Linked DNA regions of Gossypium hirsutum: region 1 is linked to region 2. The links are chromatin contacts, called in public Hi-C maps. All regions are on one chromosome and are shown on one strand. The core of a region is the stretch at or near the end of the contact, and the rest is flanking DNA. Distances in the headings are between cores, read along the strand shown.

The links. Hi-C and Micro-C count contacts between places; a contact is called where the count stands out from the background.
Region 1: a contact with region 2 is called in a Hi-C map of leaf, with 1.9 times the contacts expected there. The contact joins the promoter of LOC107954279 here to the promoter of LOC107954287 in region 2. A contact is called at or near these places in 3 of 34 Hi-C or Micro-C datasets (anther and leaf).

The regions. Positions count from the first base shown.
Region 1 is chrD07:19,650,165-19,655,567 of Gossypium_hirsutum_v2.1, forward strand. It overlaps LOC107954279 (polyadenylate-binding protein RBP47B'), which reads right to left and starts at 1,591. Exons shown (of 8, transcript XM_016889786.2): 1 at 826-1,591. The coding sequence starts at 960.
Region 2 is chrD07:19,486,508-19,492,743 of Gossypium_hirsutum_v2.1, forward strand. It overlaps LOC107954287 (pentatricopeptide repeat-containing protein At4g39530), which reads right to left and starts at 1,372. Exons shown (of 1, transcript XM_016889802.2): 1 at 1-1,372. The coding sequence starts at 1,169. It overlaps LOC121219078 (a long non-coding RNA gene), which reads left to right and starts at 3,188. Exons shown (of 5, transcript XR_005915675.1): 1 at 3,188-3,689; 2 at 4,176-4,277; 3 at 4,403-4,460; 4 at 4,859-4,976; 5 at 5,652-6,236.

The DNA of each region.
Region 1 (5,403 bases), core at 341-2,840, 160 kb after region 2:
TCATCTCAAATCCAGCATCTACTAAAAGACCTCAATGATCGAGTTAAAAGAAGGCAACAAATACAGTATGAAACTTTGTCAAATGATAACATCTGATGCTACTTGACCTTTAACTTTAACCAAATTATTGCGAGCTTCTGTAACCAATGCTCAAAAAGTTCCAGAGTTTCCACAAGTTTTATAATTGCTTACATCAACAATGGGTATGTATAAAAAGGGAGGTTTAAGCAACATGACAAGATAAAATAAAGGATAGAACATCCTATCTTCTAATCAATATCAATTCAACAAGCCTGATCCACCGAGTACTGCTTAGATTCTTAACCAAACACTTTCTTTGTGCTCATCCAAAATACTGGTGCAGAAAGCAAGTCAGGTTGATTAAGCTATAGGTTATTACAAACCTCTATTGGCCCCTAGGTTTTGCAGTAGCAGCCAAATTGCTTTCACACACTAAAATCATTATTCAGTTATCACATTGCTTTGAAAAAAAAAAAGGAAAAAAACCCCTGTCGTCGAGTGCGATGTGCAATTAAAATAATTTCAAGTTATAATTTGAGGCATAAACGGTAACTTTTAGCTTCTTGATTTGACGAGTAACTTTACAATAATTTGATAGAATTGTTATCGAACTCGATTCTTGATCCAATAATATATCAATTTATGGTTTTCCTCTAAAACAAAAGAATGTTAAGAAGATAAGAAAACTTCATATAAGATTCAAAATTGTAGAAAAAGATTCAAAAAAACCAACAGAACAAAACCCAGACTGATCTAGACATAGAGAAAGATTACGAATATATAAGAAGGGAGAGAATGGGGAACCTCGCCGGTGTGAGCAAAGCAAGAGTTGAGGTAAGACTCGTCGACCCAAAACTGGAGGTCTCCTATCCAAAGCGTACGGACTTCCTCTAGCGATGTCGGATGGTGGTGGTGTTGTGTAGCTGTTATCGTCGCCATACTTCTGCTTCAATATTTTTTCATTTTATTTTTATAAGACTAACAAAAATTCTGGGGTGAAAGTAGCATGGAGGTACAAGGAGGAGGAGGATTGCACTTCAAAAATTAAAAATATTGGTAAACTGGTATTCCTCATAAAATTCGGTTAAATACTTCTATTAGAATGTTAATGTGGATAAAAGTGCTTTATTATTACTATAAGTAAGAATGCAAATTAATGTTGGACATGGACGAGAAACAGAGGACATAATTGGTGCTTGAGACAATCAAATATTTGTTTATTTAGGCTTACTGGTATAATTTGGTAAATCAAAATCTGCTACATTTAGTTTCAGTAAGGATGGAATTTAGAGGAAGATCCAAGGGTAGAAGGGTTCTAGTGGGATGACACAGGATGAAACCGATTGTGCATTCCAAAGGCAAGCGGAGTGATCTCCCAACTTTTAATCACTTTTTACTAGCTAAGTAGGTATATCGTATTTTGGTTGGTATTCAGATTGATGTTTCATGTTATTTTGGCAGTGATCTTATGTTTGTGGTGCCTTTGATTTTTTTTAACCAACTTAATACCAGCTTCTTGTAGGGAGATTGTTGTGAATTTGCTTCGCATGGCTATATGGAATCTTTTAGAATTGTACTCATTTTTTGGAAGATTTGATCCATCCTAAATTAATTTTACCATGCAAATGATATGGTGCAAGGATTTTCTTCTTCTGGAATTAATTTTGGTGTTGTTTCCACTTCAACTAGGTGGTACAAACCTTAGTCGAGTATGGTCAAATTAAACTTTGGTGTGTGCATTGATCGGTTAAATGAGAAAGCTGGGTTTGGGGCTGTCCTACATGGCGATGTAGGGGACTTTTTAGCAGTCAAGACTTGCTCAATTCTTAGCATTTCTGGAGGCTAAATTCATTCTTCTAGGTGTGCAATGGTTAAGAGAGTTACACAGGTTCTAAAGGTTGATCATATAGTATGCTTGGAACTTTTGATTTCATATATTAATTCTCTTAGTTTTGAGTTTGAATTTGTTAAGTTTAATCATATTTTGGTATCAAAAAATCAACTCGTTCATTATATTTTTTTGAGTGATGAGAATATTTCTACTTGGTGGCATAATCCACTAATTTGGATACATAACTGGATTTGTAATGATAATTTATTTAATGAATGATGAACAAACTGCACTCTTCTCCCGGTCATTGATTTAACGAGTCATTTTTTACTAAAAAAATTTTTTTATATATAAAAGAAAAAAGATTTTGTATAGAACAGTAATCCCACATCCATTTGAATATATTAATGTAATTGTAATTATTTTATATAATTTTAAAGAAATTAATCAATTGAGATTAAATCCACCTCATATAAATTTGAATAAATAATTTTGAAAAAATTTTAAATCATAACTCAGAGTTGACATGATAGTGAGCACATTAATAATGGGATAAAATTAGAGATGATGATTTGATTGAGTAAAAAAAATTGAATCTAGTGAGAAAAGTTTGTTATTATTATATTTTATTTATTATGATATAGTATTAAAATGCAAAAAGAAAAGAAAAGTAAAAAATTCTATATCTATAGTATTTGGACTTGAAATATTATATTGAAAATATTATAATAAATATATATGTAAATGTTTTATTATAAAATTGTGTACTAACAAATAAATTAATTTATGTAAAAAATTATAATTAATAGTAACAAAAAGAAATTTATTATAGAAAATAATAATAATAATAGGATTAATCTAAAAAAGAGTCTAATAAATTTTAATATACCTATAATAATTAAGTTATGTTTAAAGTAAATTATCTAATATAATTTAAAAAGCAGCGAGTAAAAAAAAATAATTTACTCAAAGTGAAAATAAATGCTTAAAATGAGGAGTGACATGTGTAAAAAAAAGCACTAATGTGAACACACTTGCTTATTTTGAATCTTGTAATATATGATAAATTTGTATATCCGTACCATGCACGGGCTAATAATATTTGTTGATGTAATTATTTTTAAAAAGAAACAGAAAAAAGTAATATACATTTAATCTTAAAATAACAAATTGATAATACATATTAATATTATATAAAATATAGGTTTTATTATGAAGTTTGGATTATTATACTAAAATGATTACAATAAATAGAGATGTCAATTGTTAAAATAATTCGAAAAAAGTTACTTTGAAATATAATATTAAAAAGATTACAGTAAATAGATATGACAATATTTTATTATTAAATTTTGTACTAACAAGAAAATTAATTTATGAAAAATAATTATAAATAATAGTAAACAAAAGCATTTTATTATAAAAAATAATAACAGTAAGATTAATTTTAAAAGAGTCTTGTAAATTGTAATATACAAATAATAATTAAGTTATGTTTAAGTAAATTATCTAATATAATTTTAAAAGGAAAAAAGTAAAAAGAGTAATTTACTCAAAGTGAAAATAAATATTTAAGAGAAGGAATGCCCCGTGTTAAAAAAACTGTAATGTGAAAACACTTGTTTATTTAGAACCTTGTAACATATGTACTAGTTTTCTATCTCGTGCGATGCATGAGTTGCTCTTATGTTTTATACAATTGTTATTATTTAAATGTCATATTAATTAAAACTATTGATAAAACAATATTTGAAACATATAAACAACTTTAAAATGCACTTAAATTTTTGAAAGATAAAATTGTTATAATATTGTATATATAATTTGTTGGATCATCGGTATACCCCATGGCACAACAAAAAAAATATTCCAGCGATCATCAACCAAGGATCCACATATGAGGAACAAGTCGAGTTGAAATAGGCTTAAAGATTTACCTTTTCAAACAGTAAAGAATGAAGATATTTTAATATTGACAAAGTCTGTAAATAACCGGATAGAAATTTCGTTAGGTAGTTCGGGTTAATTATGATGCTTGGTACCTGGACCTGGTGATTGGGTTAGGTATAATATGTTACAATGGATGTTTAAGGTTATTTGGGATTGTTGAGGAATGAACTAATGCATTGTTTGGATTAGGAGAGCTAAATTGTACCTTGGATGTATGTATATCCTTAGCACCTTATATTGAGCCTTTAAGACGTTTTCTTTGGTAGCCCTTCTTGTTTGAACATCCTAATCTTTCATTGAAAATTTGAATGTCTATTTTGTTTAGTCCTGAATTTTGTGTTACAATTGGATTAGATGTCAAACTATAGATGTCAAGGGATGATCGTGCCCCGACGTGCGTTCACCGGGGCTTAGAATAATATAATTAAATATATAAATAAAATGTGGTGTCTGCAAGTGTACAAGTCAAATTGCAATATAGATTGTACAACAAAATACCAAAAGTATTCCAAGAATCATACTCAAGGGATTGCTAAATTGGTCGATATACTAATTATCAATTATGTGAAAAGGGATAATAAATAATATGATCGGTCATGGTAGACCAAGGGAATAGGTAGAACATTAAGGTGGATGTGAAAGAGGAAAAAAAGATGAATAGTAGGGAGGAATTGCTAAGTATAAAACCTTTGCAAAATTGAGTGCTTAGTTGAAAAATCTTGAAAGAACAAAAGCTTAATGAAGGTTAAAAGCATTGAGAGTAATAAAAAAGCACAAATTGGGTTAAAATCAAAGTGAGAGAAAGAGAAGAATGAAACTTTGAGCTTAAGAGTTAAGAATGTTGAATCAAGCTAAAATGTAATTTCTTTTACTCACTTTGTACTCCTTGATGCTTGAACCTATTCCTAGTAATTCCGAACTAAAATTTTGGGAGACAAAAAGTTGCTGGAGGGAAGGTGAAAGGTGGGTGAGTTGAAAGCTTAAATTAGGGAAGAAGCTAGGGACTAACATCATATGTTTAACCGATTTAAGCACTTGTAGCTGTTTTGTGCCTTACCATTCTTATTGCTTATCATACCATCCTAACCCACTGAACGTTACAAGTTGATAAAACCTATGTGACCCCAATGAGTTTCTATACCTTAGGTTGAAGTTAGATGCATAAATAATCTCTGGAATAGCGATTTTGGCATAATAGTTTGACCATGACTCTCATTGCTGCATTTGGATGGAGTTTTATGAACATAGCATGTTTTTGTTTAAGTCTTCATTGTACGGTCTCTAATAACCATTCAAACTTTTTTTTGTTTCATGATTGAAATTTTAAGTCACTGTACCAGCCTGTTTTTCAGTGGTGACGGAACAGTGGTTTCGGGACCACAAATTTTTATCATGTCGGTCTATAAATATTATTTATAGAATATTTATGGAGTAATTAGAGTCAAATTAAATTTTGGTTAAGAAATTTTAACGTTTAGATAGCTAATTAAAGAAAAATGACTAGTTTGTAAAAGGAGTAAAACTTAGTAAATATTGCATTTAGATGATTTAATAGCTTAACTAATAAATGTGGGAGGGCCAATAAGGCAATTATACCTTAT
Region 2 (6,236 bases), core at 122-2,621:
ATCCCCATCCCAGTCTTGCATGCATGTGCATGTAAGCTTCTACCTTTTCTTAAAGCATCAGCTGACTCAGCACATAAAGAAAGCATAAGAACAGTAGTTCTCTCATCCTCCTTGTTGCCTTCAGTTCGCATTTTAATAAACAAGCTAATGGCTTCCCCATGATAGCTGTAGTCAATATATGCAGATATCATAGAATTCCAAAGAGCAACATCACGTGTGGGAATACCATCAAATAGTTTACATGCTGACTTCAAACATCCAATCTCTGCATACATGTTAATCAATGCATTTACGATGAACAGGTCATTGCTATAACTGCACTTAATAGCCATTTGATGAATTTGATCACCTAATTCAAGAGATCCAAATTCTGCGGAGGCCTGAATAAGAGCCAACACTGTAACAGAATCAAATTCGACTCCATCCATGAGCATTTGCTCAAAAAGTCTCAAAGCTTTCGAGGATTCTCCAACATCAAAATACCCCATAATCATAGCATTCCAGCAAACTGTATTCCGAATGGCCATCAAATCAAACACAAGATGAGAAGCCCTCACATCAAAAAAACTCAGGTAAAAGCTAATCAAAGCAGTACCAACATGAGCATCCAAATCAAACAACCCATTCCTCAAACAATAACCATGAATCGCCTTTCCTAACCTCACTTCCGCAACCTTGTCACACACTAAAATCATCGCTACCAATGTACGAGAATTCGGCCTAAAACCCTCTCTTTGCATCGTCATCACCAAAAAAACCACCTCCTCAAATTCCTCACACCCCGCATACCCTGATATCATTGCGTTCCATGAGACCAAATCCCTCTCACTCATTTCATCGAACACCTTACGCGCGTCTTCAAGGAAACCACACTTACCGTAAAAGTCAATAAGGGCAGTCCCAACTCGAACATCCTCGATCAAGTTAGTGTCTCGAATACTCGAGTGTATTCTCTTGCCAGTTTCAATGGCATTGAGCTTCCGGCAGGCCTTTAAAACCAAAGGCAAAGAGGCCTTATCGGGTGTTAAACCCAGAGATTGCATATGGGTAAATGTAGAGAGAATTGTATGGTCATTTTTGAGCTTGGTTTGGTGTTTGATTATTGAATTCCAAGCCTTGTTGGTTTCATTCTTGGGAGTAAAATGGAGGGTTTGGAGGCTTATCAGCATCTCATTTATGATTTTTAGTTGGAGACAAGGGAAAAGGAAGAGAATTGGAGTCCAAGCAGAAGATAGACCTTGAAGGGAGGTTCAGTGATAAGCTATTCAGTTGTAAGCTTAGCAAAATGTTCTGTCAAAGTACAGTAGAGAAAAGTAGAGACAATAAAATTGCATTTTATCCATATACATAAAATTGCATTTTATCCATATACTTTTTTTTTCAGTAGTAATTTTTTCTGATAAAAAAATTATTCACTTCAACATTTAAAAAGTTAGTTTAGCTAGCGTAAAAATTAGATTGTTACGAATGGCATGTTAAGTGTCCTCATGTTGATATATAGTGGCCAATTTTTATTCATAGAAATAAATGGAAATTTTAATTAGAAGGACAAATTGTTATTTGATCTAACATACTTGAATTAAGTTGTTTATTTTTTGTGCAAAGGGGACAAAACATAATCTGACTCCTAATACAAGTGTTATAGGTCACGGATCAAAACCTGACGAGTGCACACCAAATGTCTCATGGAGGTAAATTGATTAAATAGGATTCATTGACCCATATGAACAGACTTGAATTCGTGAATTACATGAATAAATCTATTTACTTGAAGCTTTAGTGGCCCAGTTAAGCACTCTAGTAAAACTAGAGTTATCATGGTGAATATTTGTAATTCTAAGGGATAAGATTCTATCGTGTTTAAATCTTTTAGGACTCTTATATTGTAGATAGACTTGAATTCCAATCATCGATGCCTACTCCACTATCTTAGCATTTCACTACTAAGAATTTTCTCAAATTCACTAATTTGATAAACTTTGAAGACTAGGTTTAACTTTACAAACTTCATTAAGGTTTTTATCCCAACATTAAGATACAAACCTTTCTAAAAAAATACAAATGAGCAAATAAAGAAATAACTCTTACAATACCAGAATGTTTGTAAATTAAGCTCAATTACAAAGAGAAACATTTTAGCTGAATGAAAATAATGAAAGCTCACAAGTGTTTAAAGAAAATTGTTGAGAATTGTAAGCACAATGTTATTTTTTTATTGACCTTTAAGCTTGATAATTTCTCTTGTGTTGTAGGACCTTTGGAAGATGGTATTTATACCCTCTAATTAATATTTATCTGTCGTGGTTGTTGGAGATATGAATAGAGCCGTTGGGGATGAAATAACCATTGTATTTAATTCATCTGCAACTACAAGTATTGATACTAGCTAAAGAGGCGTATCGATATTTTTTGCATTTAATGTAAAATTTAGTGACTATTGGAGCTAAAGATATCGATTCCAGTGGACTTTTATCGATACCATATGAAAAAGTATCGACACTGGATCGATACTTAGTTGAATTAGTTGAGAAACAAAATGTCAATTTGGTACCGATTTTTAAGGAGGTATCGATATTTTTGAAACTATTTATACTTGGCCAAAATATATCAATATTTTTTGGTTTGAAGCTATTCTAACTTGTTTTAAAAACAGTTTAACTGATTAGGAAAATTTTAACTTGATTGAAATCATTTTAACTTGATTTAAAAGTTGATTTAAAAATTTTCTTAGAATTCAAAGTATAAGATTCAAAATTTTATCTCTCAAATTTCATTTAAATATCATTTTACTAATTTTGTTAAACTTTATTTTTTATTTTAAAATTATTTTAATTTATTATATCAAAACTTATTATTAAATAAAGTTTGATTTAACAGAAGGGAAAGGGAAATTAAAACTTAAAAGTTCATAAAATGGGATCGACCAAACTGAAAACGTATGCATATTTGGATTTGATAATAAATAGTAGGACTAAAGTTGAGCCCTAACTTGACAAGTGTTTATAAATGGGTTAAAACCATTAAATGTGGCTTAAGTGAACTTAATTGGATGAATATTTTAAAGAGCTCAATGTTAATAAAATTTTAAGATAACTTTATAGCTCACGTGTTATTTAAAATATGTAGGTACAAATTTATCGAGAAGTTGCTATGTTAGTTTGAGAACGTCGCATCACCTGACAAACATTTAGGGGACGTTTGGTTGGGGGAATGCATGCAGCGAGCCCACAACCAAATGGGTGTTTGGTTTGCTGTAATCACATTACAGCCCGAATCGGTTACTGGCCTATTACACCCACAGCGTGGATTAGGGATTCCGCTTGCTTTTCATCTTTTCTTTTCCATTTTTTGCCCTCATCAAGCTTCCGAGTCTCCCACGTTTCCCTTCCAGGTAATTTCTTTTCCCTTCCATCGGTTTTGCCATCGGTTCTGATCGTTCATTTCTTTTACTTTCTTCATTTTATTTCTTCATGGATTATCTCTATTTATTTCTCTTTTATTTCTCTTTTTCCACCCCTTGATCTACTTGTATATTTGAAAGTGGTAATGTGCAGGGAAAGGGAACAGGGAGTTTTGGTTAAAGAAGAACAAGACCCACACTCTCTGCGTTAGGTGTGGCCGCCGTAGCTTCCATCTCTAGAAAAGCCGTTGTTCTGCCTATGCTTTCCCTGTTGCTCGTAAGAGGACATGTAAGTGCCTCGTCCGCTTTTTCTTTGTTATCAAGATCGTTTATCGTGTTTTTCGTTTTTGTTGTTAACTTTGTTCCTAAGTCTAATTTGCAACTAGATTTCTCGGATTGACTAGTAGGGTTTCTTTCTTTATGTGCTTATATATCAAAGCTAATATCTTTGACATGAATATCTATTTGGGTTTCACTTTGAATGCGTTTATTCATATAAGAATTCAATTTCCTGAATATGGTGGGAAAAATGGTGTGATTCAAATTTTAAGATGTTTCTATATAAAATTATGGACTTGTAGTTCGAATCAATGTGTTTTCTTCCTGAACCATAGATTTGTTAGTTGTAATGTGATATGAAATGTGCTTATACCAGTAGTAATACTTCAAGTACTTTGAATGAACATGCGTTTTTATGTGTTTATATGATACGATTGGATTGTAATTTGGTGTTAGTCCTTAAATCTAAGGGGAATTGCTTTATTGTGGGATTCAGATAACTGGAGTGTGAAGGCAATCAGAAGAATGACCACTGGAACCGGTAGGATGAGGTATCTGCGCCATGTCCCTCGTAGGTTCAAGACGAGTTTCAGAGAAGGTAATGAGTTGCTAATTCTTTTTGCTGACGGGTTTATAATTAAGCTTCTTTTCATTCTGTTTTGTTCGAAGCATATCTTTGGAGTTTGTTTCTATTTTCAATTCTGGTGTTGGATCATGATCTAGGTACTGAAGCAGCACCAAAGAAAAAGGTTGCAGCAGCTTCTGCTTGAGGTATTACAAGGTTGTTTTGGATGAAGCCTTCTCTTTTTAGGAAAAATTTTACGAGAACATTACTCTCGAGGGGTGTCATTACATTGAATGCTTTAGTTGTTTTTAGTTTATGATTATGGAGTTGCATTAAATTTTGAACAAGGATGAATGCTTTGTATTGAAAATTGATGCTGGAAATGTGGTATGCAACTAACCATTTAGAAATTAGACCTTTTCCACATGTAAATCTTTCCATAACATGCTATTTGAACAGATATGCAAATTGCGCGAGGGTTTGGGCATAACAACCAATAATGCTGCTGAATATCGCGCCATAATTTTAGGGTTGAAACATGTTGCCTATTCAAAGTGATTTTAGCAAACAAGTTGCCTATTCTAAAGCTTTTCCGTTTACATTGGTTGTCTTAGGTTACAGTCTTGATGGCTTCTTCGTTCTCTATGACTTTCAAATGGTTGCTTTTTGCAGAATGTTGATTGGAGAGAAAGGTTGGCTCTGCAATCTATCAAAAACCTTTTCACTAAGGAGGTAAATACATCTTGTAGAATATTCCGTACAAGCTAATCATGTTTCTTGCTCTGAATATATGGTTGTTACTGCTGCTGCGTGTCAAGCTATCTGGATACGAAGAATTCTTGATGATTTAAAGCAAACACAAGTAGAGGCAACTACCATCTATTGTGATAATCAGTCAACAATTGCAATGACAAAAAACCCTGTTTATCACAGCAGAACAAGACATATTGAAACACGTCATCACTTCATAAGAGAGCTGGTTGCAAAGGGAGATATCAAGTTGGAGCACTGTTGCACTGAAGAACAAGTTGCTGATTTGTTCACAAAGCCACTGCCACCAAAGAAGTTCATGTATTTGAGAGAATTGTTGGGTGTTGGAGAGTTTCTACCTTAAGGGGGAGTGTTAAAGGGTAATGTAGAAATTATTTGTTACTGATTGAATAAGTTAGTCGTTGAGTCAGTCAAAGTATGTTTTAAAAACACACTTAGTCTTTGTTTAATGCCAGTAGTGTTCCTTCTATTTAGGAGATTTATCAAGAGACTATTAGAGTCCTAATATATCTCTAAGTTGTTAGCTATCTCGGTATTTAAAGTACTCTTCATGGAATACATGCTGAATGTCACTGTTTTCAATTTCTCTGAATTCCTATTACTTCCGCTTCAGTCCTTTGTTTTATTTTTTTTCAGCAGCAGCTTTTTATCAACAATTAGGTGGGTGAAGTTGCAATGAAGATTGATATCAGTAAGGCCTACGACAAGGTGGATCGGAACTACCTGTGGTATATTTTGCTGAAATTAGGGTTTGTTGCGAGATGGGTTTACTAGATAATGCTTTGTGAGACCTTTGTTCAGTATTCAGTTTTGCTTAATGATGGAGAGTTTGGCCCGATTATGTCAAAGGGCGGATTCTACAAGGAGACCCGTTTTCACCTTATCTCTATATCCTATGTGATGGGGGGCTATCTTTCTTGTTTCGAAAGGCAAAAGATTGTGGTGATTTACATGGGATTTCTGTGAGTAAGGGAGATCTTTCGGTTACTCACTTGCTTTTCATTGACGATCATTTTTTTCTTTATCCGTGCTAGAGAAAGTGAGTGCAGGACCATGCGACATATTTTGCATACTTGCGAAAAGGCTTTGGGTTAAACAGTTAATTATCAGAAGTTAGGGGTCATGTTTAGTTCTAGCAAAAAGCTAGTTGATAAGCATGTGGCTTTTTCTTTACTAGGGTGGAGGTGCCTATCTCTTAGGGTTCCTATTTGGGGCTCCCCT